2 separate regions of the Anser cygnoides genome follow, and region 1 is linked to region 2. A link is a contact called in public Hi-C data. All regions are on one chromosome and are shown on one strand. The core of a region is the stretch at or near the end of the contact, and the rest is flanking DNA. Distances in the headings are between cores, read along the strand shown.

What was found. A called contact is a pair of places that touch in the nucleus more often than the background predicts.
Region 1: a Hi-C map of liver shows a contact between it and region 2, with 3 times the contacts expected there. The contact joins two enhancer-like sites. A contact is called at or near these places in 3 of 7 Hi-C or Micro-C datasets (all in liver).

Annotation. Positions count from the first base shown.
Region 1 is chr12:1,619,051-1,626,004 of Taihu_goose_T2T_genome, reverse strand. ANKRD11 (ankyrin repeat domain containing 11) reads right to left here. Exons shown (of 10, transcript XM_067004302.1): 5 at 1,131-1,301; 6 at 1-203. Among named protein-coding and RNA genes, the nearest start is that of SLC22A31, 20 kb to the left of the region's middle. Within about 2 kb of position 4,059, at least 1 of the 3 cell types and tissues checked has open chromatin away from gene starts, as enhancers often do. A contact at or near this core is called in liver, where this site is marked.
Region 2 is chr12:1,483,963-1,490,332 of Taihu_goose_T2T_genome, reverse strand. SPG7 (SPG7 matrix AAA peptidase subunit, paraplegin) reads left to right here. Exons shown (of 17, transcript XM_048075057.2): 10 at 710-834; 11 at 2,083-2,185; 12 at 3,241-3,351. Among named protein-coding and RNA genes, the nearest start is that of RPL13, 9.5 kb to the right of the region's middle. Within about 2 kb of position 3,217, at least 1 of the 3 cell types and tissues checked has open chromatin away from gene starts, as enhancers often do. A contact at or near this core is called in liver, where this site is marked.

The DNA.
Region 1 (6,954 bases), core at 2,810-5,309, 130 kb before region 2:
TGCAAAGTCTTTCACATTGACATCCGCACCCTCGATGATGAGCTCCTTGATGCGCCGGGCATCTCCTCGGATGGCAGCTCGATGCAGCCGAGTCTCTCCTCGCTCGTTTCTCTTATTTACTTTATCTTTGGTTTTGGAGGCAGAGTTAGGAGTTCCCTTCTGACAAACTGTGGACTGAGAGGGATGCTTTGGTGTTGTGTCAACTGCGAGGAGGAGAGAACACAGTCAAGAACTGCAGCTCAAAGCGAGACCTAAACCCTTAGAGGGAGCTGTTGCAACGCGTTTCATCTCGCCTCTCCACTGAAACGCTCTCCGCAAGGCACTGAGAGTTAACAGCCTCTGAAGTTGATGTGAAGACAGAGGAAAGCCTGTGTGTGTGTAATACAGATATTAATTGCAGGCTGCCAAAGCCCGCTGGAGAGAACTGCAGTCCTTGCAAAGACTGTAGGCAATCCCATGATTTAGGAGTAGACAATGCAGCTCCTTACCCTAAAACCTCATTTCCTAAGGGAAGTGGCCTTTTACCAAGCACATGTGAGGTCTGACAGCCTTGGGAGGGGAGCACATTTTCTGGGAACAGCTGAATGCTCTGAAGACTACACAGCTTTTTGCTGGTTTTCAAGTAACAGCAACATAAGCAGCTAGATTTGCGTTAAGGACAACAAAACAGGCGGCTAAAAGCTGCCGCGTCCGTGTGTAGGATGCAGATGTACGCACACGGATAGCACGCTGCGCCTCTAAAAACCCCAGAGGGGGGGTCACGCAACAGATAAAAATTACCAAAATCCCAAATCCGTGGTAAACACATTCCAGCTGCGCTGCATCTCACGTTACAGTGCGCGCTGGCTATCATCAGCCTCATCCTGCTCCCCAGAAGGAACGCCGAAAGACCAGAGGCTGGTGTTTGGCCTCGGTTCACAACGCTCCCCCGCACCCAGCACCCAGGGGCCTGGCAGAGCCCTGCGGCAGCGCAGCCGCCCTCCTGCGCCCAACTGTGCCGCGCCGCTCGCTGCTTTGGAGCAGGAGACGTCCACCAGGGCTCGGACAGGGGGCAGAAACAGCAGGGAGAGAGCTCGCCCCTCGCAGCGCCGCCCCCCAGGGCAGCAGCACGGAGCTGCTCCCAAGCTCACCTGGGCTGTTTGCAGACTCCTCGGCTGTCATCTGCATGAGAAGAGCGACTTGCTGGCGCTCGGAGAGCGGGTAGCCTGCCCGGATTCCTGAAAGGCCCATTCCAAACAGCAAGCCAGGCTTTCTCGTGGCGGGCTCCTTTTTAATCCTCTTCCGCTCTGGACCCTGCTTTTCTGTGATGCAACGAGACACAAAAGCACAACCTGTGAGCATCGCAGCGCCCGGGAACCACGCTCCTTTCCGAGCAGAGCGCTCACAGCTCTCCAAGTCTGTCCCGGTCTCTCACAGATAAAAAAGCCTCTGGTGAAGGACGCGTCCCTGCGGTGGGAGCGCTGGCACCCGCTCCTGCTGCCCGCCAGCTCTGGTACCATGCATCGGGATGGGACGGGACGGGATGGGACAGACCTGGGGCAGGAGCGGCATCGCCTCCACCGCGGCCTCTCCTGGGGGCTCTGCCCCGCTCCCTTCTCCCCCCAGCAAACAGCAGCGCAAGAGGCAGAGGAAGCGACTCCGTGGCGGGGCCACCGCCGGTACCGTACCTTCTTCCATCTTGCTTCTAGGAGCCTCCATTTCATGCCATGGTGCTTCGGGGAGCGTACGCAGCCTTATACCACCACAGCATGGACTGAACTGGAGGCATCTAAAAGCATCAACAGAGAGCGCTAACGAGACAGGGGCTGACAGCTCGGCAACGTTGCCACCTCACCCCTTCAGCACCGCCACGCCGTGGGCTTTGCACCCGAGCCACGGGCGCAGACCGAGCCCTGGCAGGACGGAGCAGGGGACCGGTCCTCTCCTCCCCAGGGCCCCCAGCACGCAGCTCACACCCTCAGCCGACACGCTGCTCGGCCGCATCCTTCCCAAAACAACCAGGAGTGAGCACCTCTGCCGGCCCCGCCGGCCCGCACGCCTAAGCCCTGCGAGAAGCTCAACTACTTAAAGCATTTTCCCAGTTTTCTCAATGCAAATCTCGCTTCTTTTCCCCTGCAAGGAGCGCTGGCAGCCCTTCCTGCTGCTCCTGCCCGGCGAGCGCCCGGTGCTGCTGCACGCTGCTCAGCACCGCTGCGGGGATGCGTCCCGAGTTCCAAGGTGTCAGCTCAGGAAACAAAACTTGCAAGTTTCCTTTCGCGGAGCCAGCCAAGCAAGAGACAGAAAACGGATCTGCAGAGCAGCACAGCGATCCCCTGCCAAGGAGCCGAGCTGCGTGCCTCCTACCAGGCAACTGTCCTAAACCCACAAAAAAGCATAAGGAAGATATGGTGCGTGTGAGTGGAAAACCCAACGCTGCTCCCATCTATTTCTAAGCGCTGGCACAGCTCGCTCCCAGCCAGGCTGGCTGCAGGGCTCCTGCTGCGTACAGAGGGCCGGGAACAGCATTCGCAGGGGCCACACGTGTAGAAGTTGTCAGTGCAGGTGAGCAGTTCCCGGTCCGAACATTGCGGGCTCGAGCCAGGGCTGCTCAGATGCTGCTTGAGAACCCCGAGCAGCAGAACACAGCGCCAGGTCAGGCAGCGAGCGAGCACACGTCTGTGTCTCTTCTACATGGAAGTCTGAACCTAAACAGGCTCTTCGTTGTGCTGAAAGTACTCTGAGAATCCCAGAAGATGGTGGGACACGAGGAGTCTCAAAGCAGGGTCTGCAAACAAGAACTTGCCTGATGACCCTCTCCAATTTACAGGGCTTCAAACCCGAGCAGCCGGGGAGGGGAACCCACCAAGCCTTCACTGGGGTCTGCCCAGATCCGGGGTCCTGAAACTGGGCATGAGAAGCGGGGGAGACGCAGAGCTCCAAGAGGACGTGCAGCCTCGAGCCAGCTCTCCCTGCTGGGGCAGACAACACCAGGCACTGCCCTGCATGCTGGGGAGGCTCCGAAGCCGAAGGAAGAGCTATTCTGCATCACCCTGTGACAGACAAGCAGGGCCCTTGTCAGGACCCGCGGCAGCAGGCACGGCAGCGGGACCGGGGACCCGCTGAGCACAGCCCTGCGCTGACAGCGCCGCCTGCACGTTTCTCACTCTCTGTTTTTAGGCAGGGGTTTCAGCACCGAGCCCAAACTCCCCAGCAGCGCTTCTGAGCCGCCCCAGGCGCCGGAGACCTCCCGTGCCGCCACCTCGGCCTCGTGGGCAGGCGCAGCCGGCGCTTCCCGTCCCCTGCGCTCCCCTCCATCACAGCCACCAGCCCAGAGCAAACGGCGCCGCTCCCCCCTGAGCCAGCTCGCACCTCCTCCGTGCCCCTGTTGTGGTGTGACGGGGACGCAGCGCCTCGGGCAGAGCTCACCGCTCACGGTAGCTGCGTGCAAGCTCCCTGCACGCAGACGGCGAGCCCGTCCCCACCCACACCCCCGGTGTGGATGGAGGCAGCCAGCGCGGCTTTGGGCACGAGCACAAGGGCCAAACCTCCCCCTAGAGCCACAAGGCGGCCGCCCCGCATCGTCCCCTCGAGCCTAGCACCAGGAACAGCCTTGGGCCCGCGCCAGTCGCCAGCCGCGCACCTGAACCGCGCTGATCGGGTGACGCTTCGCTACAGCAACGAGCCGGTTGCACAACTCCGGGCTCTGCTTACATCAGCCACCCGTGTCTTTGCCGGCTCCTGGGTGCTTGCAGGTGCCACGCCGTGCCCGGGCTCTCGTGGCCCCCTCGGGCAGGGGGTCCGGATACCAGCGGGGCCGCTCAGTGGTGCTCAGGACCAAAACGGCCCCAGCCAGCACGCACCGCACCTCCCGGCACCCGCCCCGGGGATGCGCGCACATTGACGGAGAACCCCCGCCTAATCCTCCAAAGCCACCTTTCGGTCACCCTGGCAGCGGTAGCAGAGCTAGGAGATGAAATCAGATCGCAGGCAAGTGGATAGCTTTTTAATGGCTTACAATAAAATTAAACCCAGCGTGCTTACGGTAACAAAACGAGTCAGCCCGGGCAGCACCCCGAGCCCCGCGGCCGAGCCCCGCATGCCGCCAGCGTCGTCTGATCCTGCTGTGCCCGGCGGCGGCAGAGGCCCCAGCCACATCCAGCCCTGCCTCGGCACGGGGCACGCCTTACACACGTACAGCCCGTGTGTAAGGGCCCGACGGGGCAGGGGCTGTGTGGGCGTGCAGGGGAGTCCCAGGCAGAACAGCAACGCTTGGGGGCCGCGGGTTGTCAGAAGGAGCCTGCCATTTCCCCAAACCGACTACAAAGTTCAACCGAAAACCTCCTGTTAGCTCTACAGCTGGAGAATCTTCCTCCCCCACACAGCATTTAGCATTAAGAGCCATGTGATCCACGCGACAGAAATAAACCGGAGAGCGATCGCTGCGCTCCCGCTTGCTCGCGCCGTGGCGAGGGCTGAGGCAGCAGCCGAGGAGCTGGGCTCGTGCGTGGGGCCCCGCGGGACGGGGGCACTGCAGGGCCTGGCACCAGGGGATGGCTCCCTGCTCCCTGCCTCCTTCTCCTGCTGGTGCTCCCCGACAAACGACCCCGAGGCGATGCTCCGGCAGCACCCGGCCGGCCTCGGGGTCAGCAGGAAAGCGTGACATGGCCCCGCTTGGCGACACGGCCCTCAGCAGCCTTCCCTGGCCCTGCCCTGCTGCAAGCCCGCTTTATTTCAGCCTGGGAAACTTCGCTCAGAGCCTGGCTGTCACCAGGTGTCCGTGAGGACCCCGCACGAAGACCTCGGCCCGCAGGCTCCGGGTGCCAGTGGCTCCTGCAGGCTGCTCCCCTCAGTAAGCGCTTCTCTGCAACGCCCTGCAGCAACGTGGAGCAGACCGAGGGGAACGCTCACAGCTCGGCACGCAGGAATACAACGTTTGGCACTAAAACCCCTTAGCGAGGCTGTGCTCAGGCTGAGAAAGGCTGTGCAGGGCGGCCCCCCCAGCAGCAGAGCGCAGGGCCGTGCGAGCAGCGGCGCCGTGCGTGTGCCCCACAGGAGGGGCGAGCACAGGGGGCTCTGGACGAGCCCCACCGCCAGGGACCCAGTTTTAAATCAGCTCATTGCCGCCTGCTTCCATCTCCAACACAGAGCAAAGCCTCAGCCGGGGAACTGCTTCTTGTTCCAGGGCTACGAACGCCGCTCTCGTGCGCGGCAGACCGCGAGCGCCTTTCCAGGACAAAGGCCCGCAGGTGGCTCCCGTGTCCGAATTAAGCTCCAGGTCACGCAACGCTGGCGCTGCCTTGGCGGGGGGTGCGAAGCCGGGGCTGAGCCTCGGCCCCGGCAGGAAGGGGAGCGGGGACGAGGCCGGGAGCCAGACGGGAGCGGCGCGAGGGGAAAACCTTCGCAGGTTCCTGGCTGGCGCGCCGCGAGGTGCAGGCATCGCGGAGAGCTGCAGCCGAGCTCCCGCTCCCCACTACCGCGTGTCGCACCCTGTAATGCAAAAAGCATCCGTTTGAACGGCTCCGGCATGACAGCACAGGCATATAAGGTGGTACCCTGCGGAAAAATGCCATTTCCAAATAAGCAGCTCGCGCCGAACGGCTCCGCACTGCACGGGGACGCTGCCGGCCAGCTCGCTCACGGGTCGGGATTTTGGAGTTTATTCACGGAGCGAGCGCACAAACAGCAGATCGATAAGAATAAATTAGAACGGCACAGACAGCAACGGAGACTGCATTGCACCCCTGAGAGACCGCACGAGCCTCTGCCTTCCTGATCCACAGCCTGGCATGCGTAAGAGTGACTCATTTCTACTGCAGAAGTCACAGGGCACAAGATGTTTCGGCGCACGCCAGCTCCAGCGAGGGGAAGCAGCCCGGCCCCGTGCGGGCAGCGCCGAGCCTGAGCACGCAGACACGTCCCCGCACCCGGAGCCCTGCTCGCGCGCTGCACGCCCGGGCTTTGCACGCTGCTGACAGCTGAGCACGAGCAGGGGGCTTCCGACATCTGCGGGCAGAGGGGAAGGCAGCGCGGCGTGAGTGGGCGCAGCGGATGCCCCCGGAGTTCAGGACCAGCACGCGGCGCGGGGAGGACAGCAGCAGCAGGTTAAACGGCAGTGGCATGGGCAGATCAATGACAGATGGCAGCAGGAGGGCAGCAGGGCTGGCACGAAAGCACCGAGACCATAACACAGCGGCCCACGAGCGGAGGAATGAGGCATTCAGGCTCGACAGCCGCACCGGGGGGCCCGACGCAGGCAGGAGGCACGTTTTGTACCGGGGAGCTCACGCACGTGCTGCAGCGCCTGCAGGGTGAACGTCCCCTGGGTAGAGAAGGGAGGGGATGTGGCACAGCAGCCACGTGAAAGCCAAGAGGGAACCGAGAGGGAACGCCGTGGCAGGGCCTGCTTTGGCAGCAGGGCAGGGGGCACCCCGAGCGCTGCTCCTCATCCCGAGGATGGGGAGGGTCCCCCAGCGCCCGGCCCCGGCTCACCGGCGACGGAGCATCTGCAGGCCCCGACCCCCGTGGCCTCGGTGGCTTTACGAGCATCGCTCGGGCAGAGAGGTTGAACGCCGTGCCCCAGATAGCCGGCGATCCTAACACCAGCCCTTGCCCCCCGCCAGCCCTGCCGGACAGACAGCACGACCAGGCAGAGGGGTGGAAATGCATCCTCGGGGGCGGCCATCGGCTGACAGGCTGCCGAGACGGGCTGCAGGAGGAACCCCGGGGCTTCTAGCAGATACCGCAATCTCCATGTTAAACAGGAATAATTCCGAAAGAGAATTCAGGTCCACACTTTTCATTTCCCACGAGGCCGAAAGAACCGGAGGAGGAGGAGCAGGAGGGGAGGAAGGCTCGCCCGCGCGGCCCCCCTCCGGGAGCCGGGGGCAGGACACTCCGCAGACAGCGCTGATAAAAGCTCTTGTATTAGAGAAAAAGCCATCATTGATAGATTTTTGGTTCACAGAGACCCAGCAC
Region 2 (6,370 bases), core at 1,968-4,467:
GTGGGATGTTCTGCAGGGCTGGGCTTTGCACCGGTCTGCGGGATGCCTGGGCGCCAATGGAGTGATAAAAGGCGAGTGAAAAGACGCAGATCGAGTCGTGCTGTAATATGGCACTTGCTGGGTGTCAAGGCTGCGTCTTCTGTTTCTGCATTAACGTGAGCTGGTCAGGAGGAAGCCTGTCCCTTCCCTGGTGATCAGTCTGTGACTGAGGGCTAAAAGTAAATGAAAGCTGGACGGGCTTTCCGCGGGAATACTGGGGAGGAAAATGCTATTTCAGCTAAAAAGTGTTGTTTGTACAACTGGAGCTAAAGAAGCGGGAATTGACTTAAGGCTGGGGGTGAGAAGGCACATCCCAGCTCATCTGAACAGAACGATTCTGTTCTGGCTTCCAGTTGGAGCAATTTCAACATGTGGCAAAAAAAAAAAAAAAGTTTTAGGCTGGGGTTTAAGTAACTGAAAAGGGAATTTCAGAGTGCCCACAAGGACCAGAGACTGGCCCGGGTGACCTGGGAGGTTCCTTCCTGCCTCGTGCTCCTAGGGAACAGGACACTTTCTCAGCCTCAGCTGCCCCAAAGGATGTCGTAAATGCGTCCTTTGTGATAAAGATGTGTAAGATGTTCTCTGCATCCTGCCCGGCCTCGTCCCTTTGTGTGGTTGCTCTTTGTGGTGGTGGAAACCTTCACCTTTGTTTTTGCTTGCTCTGCTACAGGAATGGGGACCGCAGATCACGTTATAGTGCTGGCTTCCACCAACCGTGCTGATGTCTTGGATAGTGCCTTGATGAGACCTGGGAGGCTTGACAGGCACATCTTCATTGATCTTCCAACGCTCCAGGTATTTTCCACGTACTGCCCTGTCCTTCCTATAATGCTAGTGACAAAAGTGTCCCAGTCCTTTGCTTGCTGATGATTCACGGGCCTGGCAAAGGCTGAGCTTGGAGAAGATAGAGATAGCATGCCTTTCTGTGTGCCTTCGTTATTATTTATGTGCCCTAAATCAGAGATTTGACATGCTAATGTAGTTGCCTGTTTCAGTGAAATGACAGCTCGCTGTTTTTAAGTGTATCTGTTCCTATACGAGCTTTGGCAGAAGATTCTCCTGTGAGGCTCTTTGCCATGCAGATGCAGAACGTTATATATAGTCTTCTCCCCAGGAAGTTGGGAACCACCTAATTGGCAAGCTGGCTTGTGGGGGAGAGCTCAAATTGTCGTGCGCTTTGAGCATCATTTGCCTCGCAGGTTTGTTGTCCTCACTGTCCTTGTCAGGCTCTTTGTTTCCCTTCAGACAGCCCGCTAAGTGACTTTCCTTCTGAATGCTTGTTAAATCCATTTACTAGGGGAGTCTTCCACGGCTGCTGTGTTGACGTTTGTAGCAGAGCTTTGGAAACAGGCTCAGCTGCAGTAAAGGTCTGTCCGCTCTGCCAGCACAGCCTCTTCCTTCTTCCATCTGTGCTTTACTGTTGTCCTCAGAGTTTTCACTTAAAATACCTTAAATGCCTGATACAATCTGGCACCGGAAGCATGAACCGTGCAGCTGCCCTGAAGGAGGAAGGGGAAAAACCCTGGCAACTGAGCCCATTGTTTTAATCAGGATCTCCTGGACCAGCTGAATGAGTCACTGCTTGGCTGCCCGCCAGCCATCATCTCACCCCCACCTTTGTCTGGGAAGTGGTTGCAGGCTAAGTCGCTAGTAGATGGGGTTTTCGTTTGCAGTGTAGGAGGAGCAGGTAGAGGCACTCAGAGCTCCTTCCTGCAAGTGCTTTTACGGGGAGAGAAAAGTTAAAAGGCAGATCAGAGTGAAAGTTTGGAGGAGAGAGTGGCCCTGAGAGAGAAAGCAGTGACTCACGGTAAGCCTTCGTACATCTGTTCCGAATTTGAGAGCTGGGTGATTATCGGGGCTCCCGTAAGAGCTGAAGTGCTGTAAGGACAGCCCTGCCCTCTGGTGGCAGTGCTCCTGTCCCCGCTGCCAGAGGTCTGGCTCCTCCTCTGCTCCCTGGGACAGGGAGCAGGCAAGCTGCCATGTTGCAAAGGCTTGCTGGGCTCGGGTGTTCGCTGTCGTGCGAGTGCTCTGTGTTCTTCGCAGGAGAGAAGAGAGATCTTTGAGCAGCACCTGAAGGGTCTCAAACTGATCCAAGACGCCAGCTTCTACTCGCAGCACCTTGCAGAACTGACTCCAGGCTTCAGCGGTATGACATGCTGTGTCCCTGTGGGGCTGTTCTGCCTCCTTCCATGCTTGCTAGTTCTGCAGTTCAACCCGAAGCTTCTCAGTTGCTTAGTTTTAAGAGGGTATTTTGGTCTAAAGGGCTTTTTTTTTTTTTCCCCTCCACTTCAAATCTTCTCCACTGAAATAGTGGGAACCTAACCAGCTCCCTGGTGAATGGAGTTGCAATAAGCAATTGTTTGTGGCTATTTTCAATCTTCTGAAATTTCTGGCAGGGTGTGGAGGTTGGAGGAAAACACTTTTACAGTGCCTGAATCCTGATTCCAAAGGGGAGGAACCACTCTTCATTCTCTGCTCCAAAGCTGTTGTCAAGGATGAGGTGTTGCGCTTCACGCTGAGATGTGGAAAGACTCTTAAGTTGATATGTGTTACCAGGAAAATGATGGGAGGAATGAATAGCAGTTCCTTCGTCGGTCAGGGTAGAAATTGGACAGCTCTGGCTCCTGCACTGAGCCTGTTTCCAGGGTAGGTCCCTGGGACTTTGAAACAGTGCTGAGCAAGGGGCTCCAGAGTTCCTGTTTATGTGGAGTTCCTGGAATATCCTTTCTGGGTTTCCCCTCTAACAGGCCCCAGCACAGTGCCTCTTCGTGACTTCTTTCGGCAGCCCCCCACCACCATCACCCACACACACAAACTCAGAACAGATGTTCTTTCTCTTCTGCACAGAGGTTTGTGCGGTCGCTGTATGAGCAGCGCGGCGGCCCATGCCAATCCAGGCTGCCCACGCCACTCCCCTGCTGTTGAGAGCCAGCCTTGGCTTCAGCCTGTTAATTGATTGCTGAACTCTGTCCTCTGTGTGGCAACGCAGCGTTCATTGCCAAGGCAGTTGTATTGTTCAAATCCAACATAAACACCATGGATTAGGTTTGCTCTCTGTTCCCAAGGAACAAAGAGGAGCTTGCAGTGCAGGCTATTTGACTTCCTTAGGTCTCTCTCTAGATCTGTTCCTGCCTTTTCTGTCCCCTAAAATGTCTGTCACATAACGAACGCAATATAATTCTTGTAAACTCTTGTCTACAGGAGCTGACATAGCAAATATATGCAACGAAGCTGCTCTTCATGCCGCTAGAGAAGGTCACAAATCCATTGATACTTTCAACTTTGAGTATGCCGTGGAAAGAGTGATTGCAGGTAAGTGACCCAGCCGTTTCTGTTGTTGTCTTGCTAATCTGTGTCAGCTCCTTGAGAGAAGGATCAGGTGATCGGGTTATGTTCCAGGAAGACAGTTGGGTCTTAACCGGTTCCTCTTGTAGACAGAGCTGTCTGGAAGATCTTGAATGCCATAGCTGGAGAAAGGTTTTGTGAACAAGACCCTAAATGGACCTGTTTTTCTGACTCTGCAGGCAACCTGAGCCAGTAGCTCAGGGAAAATGACCAGTAGCAAAATAGTAAAGAGGGGAATTCAAAGCTGGATGGTTGGTGGTTGGTTTGTTTTTTCATTAAAATAAATAAAGTGGAAGTATCTCTGGGTTTTTGTTTCTGCTCTGGACACCTGCTACATAAACATGAATAGCAAAAGCAAACAGGCTACCCCATCCTCAACAGCAACAGGAAGAAATTAGAGATTTTTCTTTTTGGCCTCAAAGCCCAGGCTTTGATGAATTGGCAGAAAAAACTGAAAGACAGTAGAGTACTGTTCTCCCTCTGAGAACATCCTGTCAGCCTTTCCCTGTCACTTGTGCAAGTGCCAGCAGAGGAACCTCTGGAGATTACCCTGTAGCAATATATTAGAGGGAGGGGGGAAAAGAGTTCCCAGAACGCTTGACTTCACCTGAGGGATTTGAATCTGGTGGGTTTTGATCTGAACTGCCCTCTAGGCAAGCTTTGGTTTTCATAATCTGACACTTAACTGCTTCCAGGCTGCAGCATCATTACTGGGGGGTGAGCCTGGGCAAACGGAGAGGCGTTCTGTGCTGTTCTTAGTAGAGCGTGTGAAACAGGATGTTTGTACTGGGTCAGTTATTTCCTAATATAGAAATTAGGTTTTCACTATTTGTTTTTTTTTTTTTTATCAGAAAATGCCTAAATAATTCCTCATCTCAGAGAAGATTTTTGAGAACTCCTGACAGTTTCACCTGCCTCTTAAAAACAACCCTTGGGGTGCTTTGGGTGCCTGTGACCCCGTTTCTACTAAGCCTGTACTCAGCTGTACTCAGCAGCTCCCAGGAGTGGACAGCGAGGCAGCTCTAGCTGCAGCGCAGAAGTCCTAATCAGCTATAGCAAATATGTGCTTTACTTTCCCGTCTGCAGTACAGAAAGCCCTAAACTCGCAGGCGTTCCCTTAACTTTTCATTGTGAGTTCCACCATAGCCTTAGTTCCCCAGACATGGGCAAGAAGCAAGGAAGACCACAGGGATGTGTAGCAGAAGGGATATCTTGTTTTAATGTGGTGGACGTTAGAGGGCATGGGCTTTAGCAGTTTCACTGCTGACAGGCTGGCTCGCTTCACTGAGGCTTTGTGGCATTTGAGAGGCAATAACATCTTTTTGTTGCTTAATCAGATTTTTTTCGTATTAGCAGGACTTGGCTATTTTTTGTAGGACACCCTAAACACCCCTCCAGGCCCTTATATTAAATGTACCCTTGCCATGTAATAGGAATGCTTCTGAGTTTCACAATTCAGAGGGTATTTCAGTTGCTATAAAAGCTTTTCTTGAAGAAAACAAGATATTACTGTGCTTTCCATTATAGGCTGCTGGTTTTAATAAGGGTGGTGCGGAATCAAAAGAGAACTTCGCAAGTCCAGAGGCCCTGTCAGCCTTAAAGCTTTGTGTTGCTGTAAGGGAGGAGTAAGAACTCTTCACTGTGGTAGTCTCCATTGTGTTTTTAGTTTGGGAACAGAAAGTAGTCAGTAAGTCAGGTCTCCTGGGAGTGATGGAGGAAACCTGCTGAGCACACAGAGGCAGTTGGGGGCTGTCTTTGGAACGGTCTTTGGAAGACGGAGCAGAGCCTGTGCCCTGGTGGGGTTTGTGCACGCAGTGTAAGACCAGCAGAGATGCACCAGAGTTGCTTCCTGGATTATTTCTCTCATAAATGTGATAAGTGCAGGCCTTCGGAGAGCTCTCCTGCCTGGAGCTTGCTTTCTGTAGGGGAAGAAACAATCTTTGTGGGCACGCTGTGTGCTATTGTGAAGAGTACAGTCCCTCCCTTCTTGGTGGGCTGGCAGAGGGATGCTTCCAGAGTATAAAAAAATTACATAGATTATATATAGTGCATACATGCATCTTTCTATAGAAAGATCCATACAGGGAATGCACGCGCACTGCTGAAGGCAAGGTAAGGGGCTGACTAATGAAAATCAAGGCTGTTGCAATTAATCTGCTATTCCATCACCATCATGCCTTGCAGGGCACAGTGGTTTCCAGCATCCCTGAGCAGTAATTTTACAAGATCTGCCACGCTAATTTTGCTGTTTCCTTGTTTAATAAAGCTCTTGACTTTGTTTAAAAATTAATGTTAATAGAATGTTGTTTTCCAAGACATCAGGCAACCTTGGTATAATGCTGCTCTTGACTGTGCCTGCTCTACCCCCTATTGCTCCTGGCACGGTGCAGAGACATCCACTTTAAAGTACTGGTACCTTCTTGCGCTCGATACGCAGGGCAGTAATGAGTGCTCGGTGCGCAGCGTGTTCTGTAGTTAACGTATTTTCTACGTGCCAGAAGCTTTACTCCCATTCAGCATTTTTTGAAATCCTAATTGGACTTATTCTGTGTTACGGACTACTGGGTTGGAAAATAGACACTTTCAAAAATCACCTTTCTGGAGAAACTATTAAATGTGAGTTATGGCTTAATTTGCTAGTTCTCAAGAGCCTGGGAATAAGCTCATACAGAGCATGCCATGTGTAATCAGAGATTCCTTGGGTCTGGAGAAAGATTTTGGTAGATATTCGTGGTTTTTTTTTTTTTACGTATAATGGAACATCTCGGTTCCCTCGTGTCCCTAAGGGACTGAAAGATCATACAGCAGAATAAGTATGCTCTTCCAGCCAGACTCCTTTTTTTTTGGTGGTGGGTTTTTTAGGGGTTGGATTTTTCTTTTTTCTCGAAATGGTGCCGACTTGTTGCAGACCTGTCCCTCGGCAGAGATGTAGTGTACGTACCTTTGACAGAGCTGGGAACAGAACAGAGCTTTGCGTTCTAGAGCT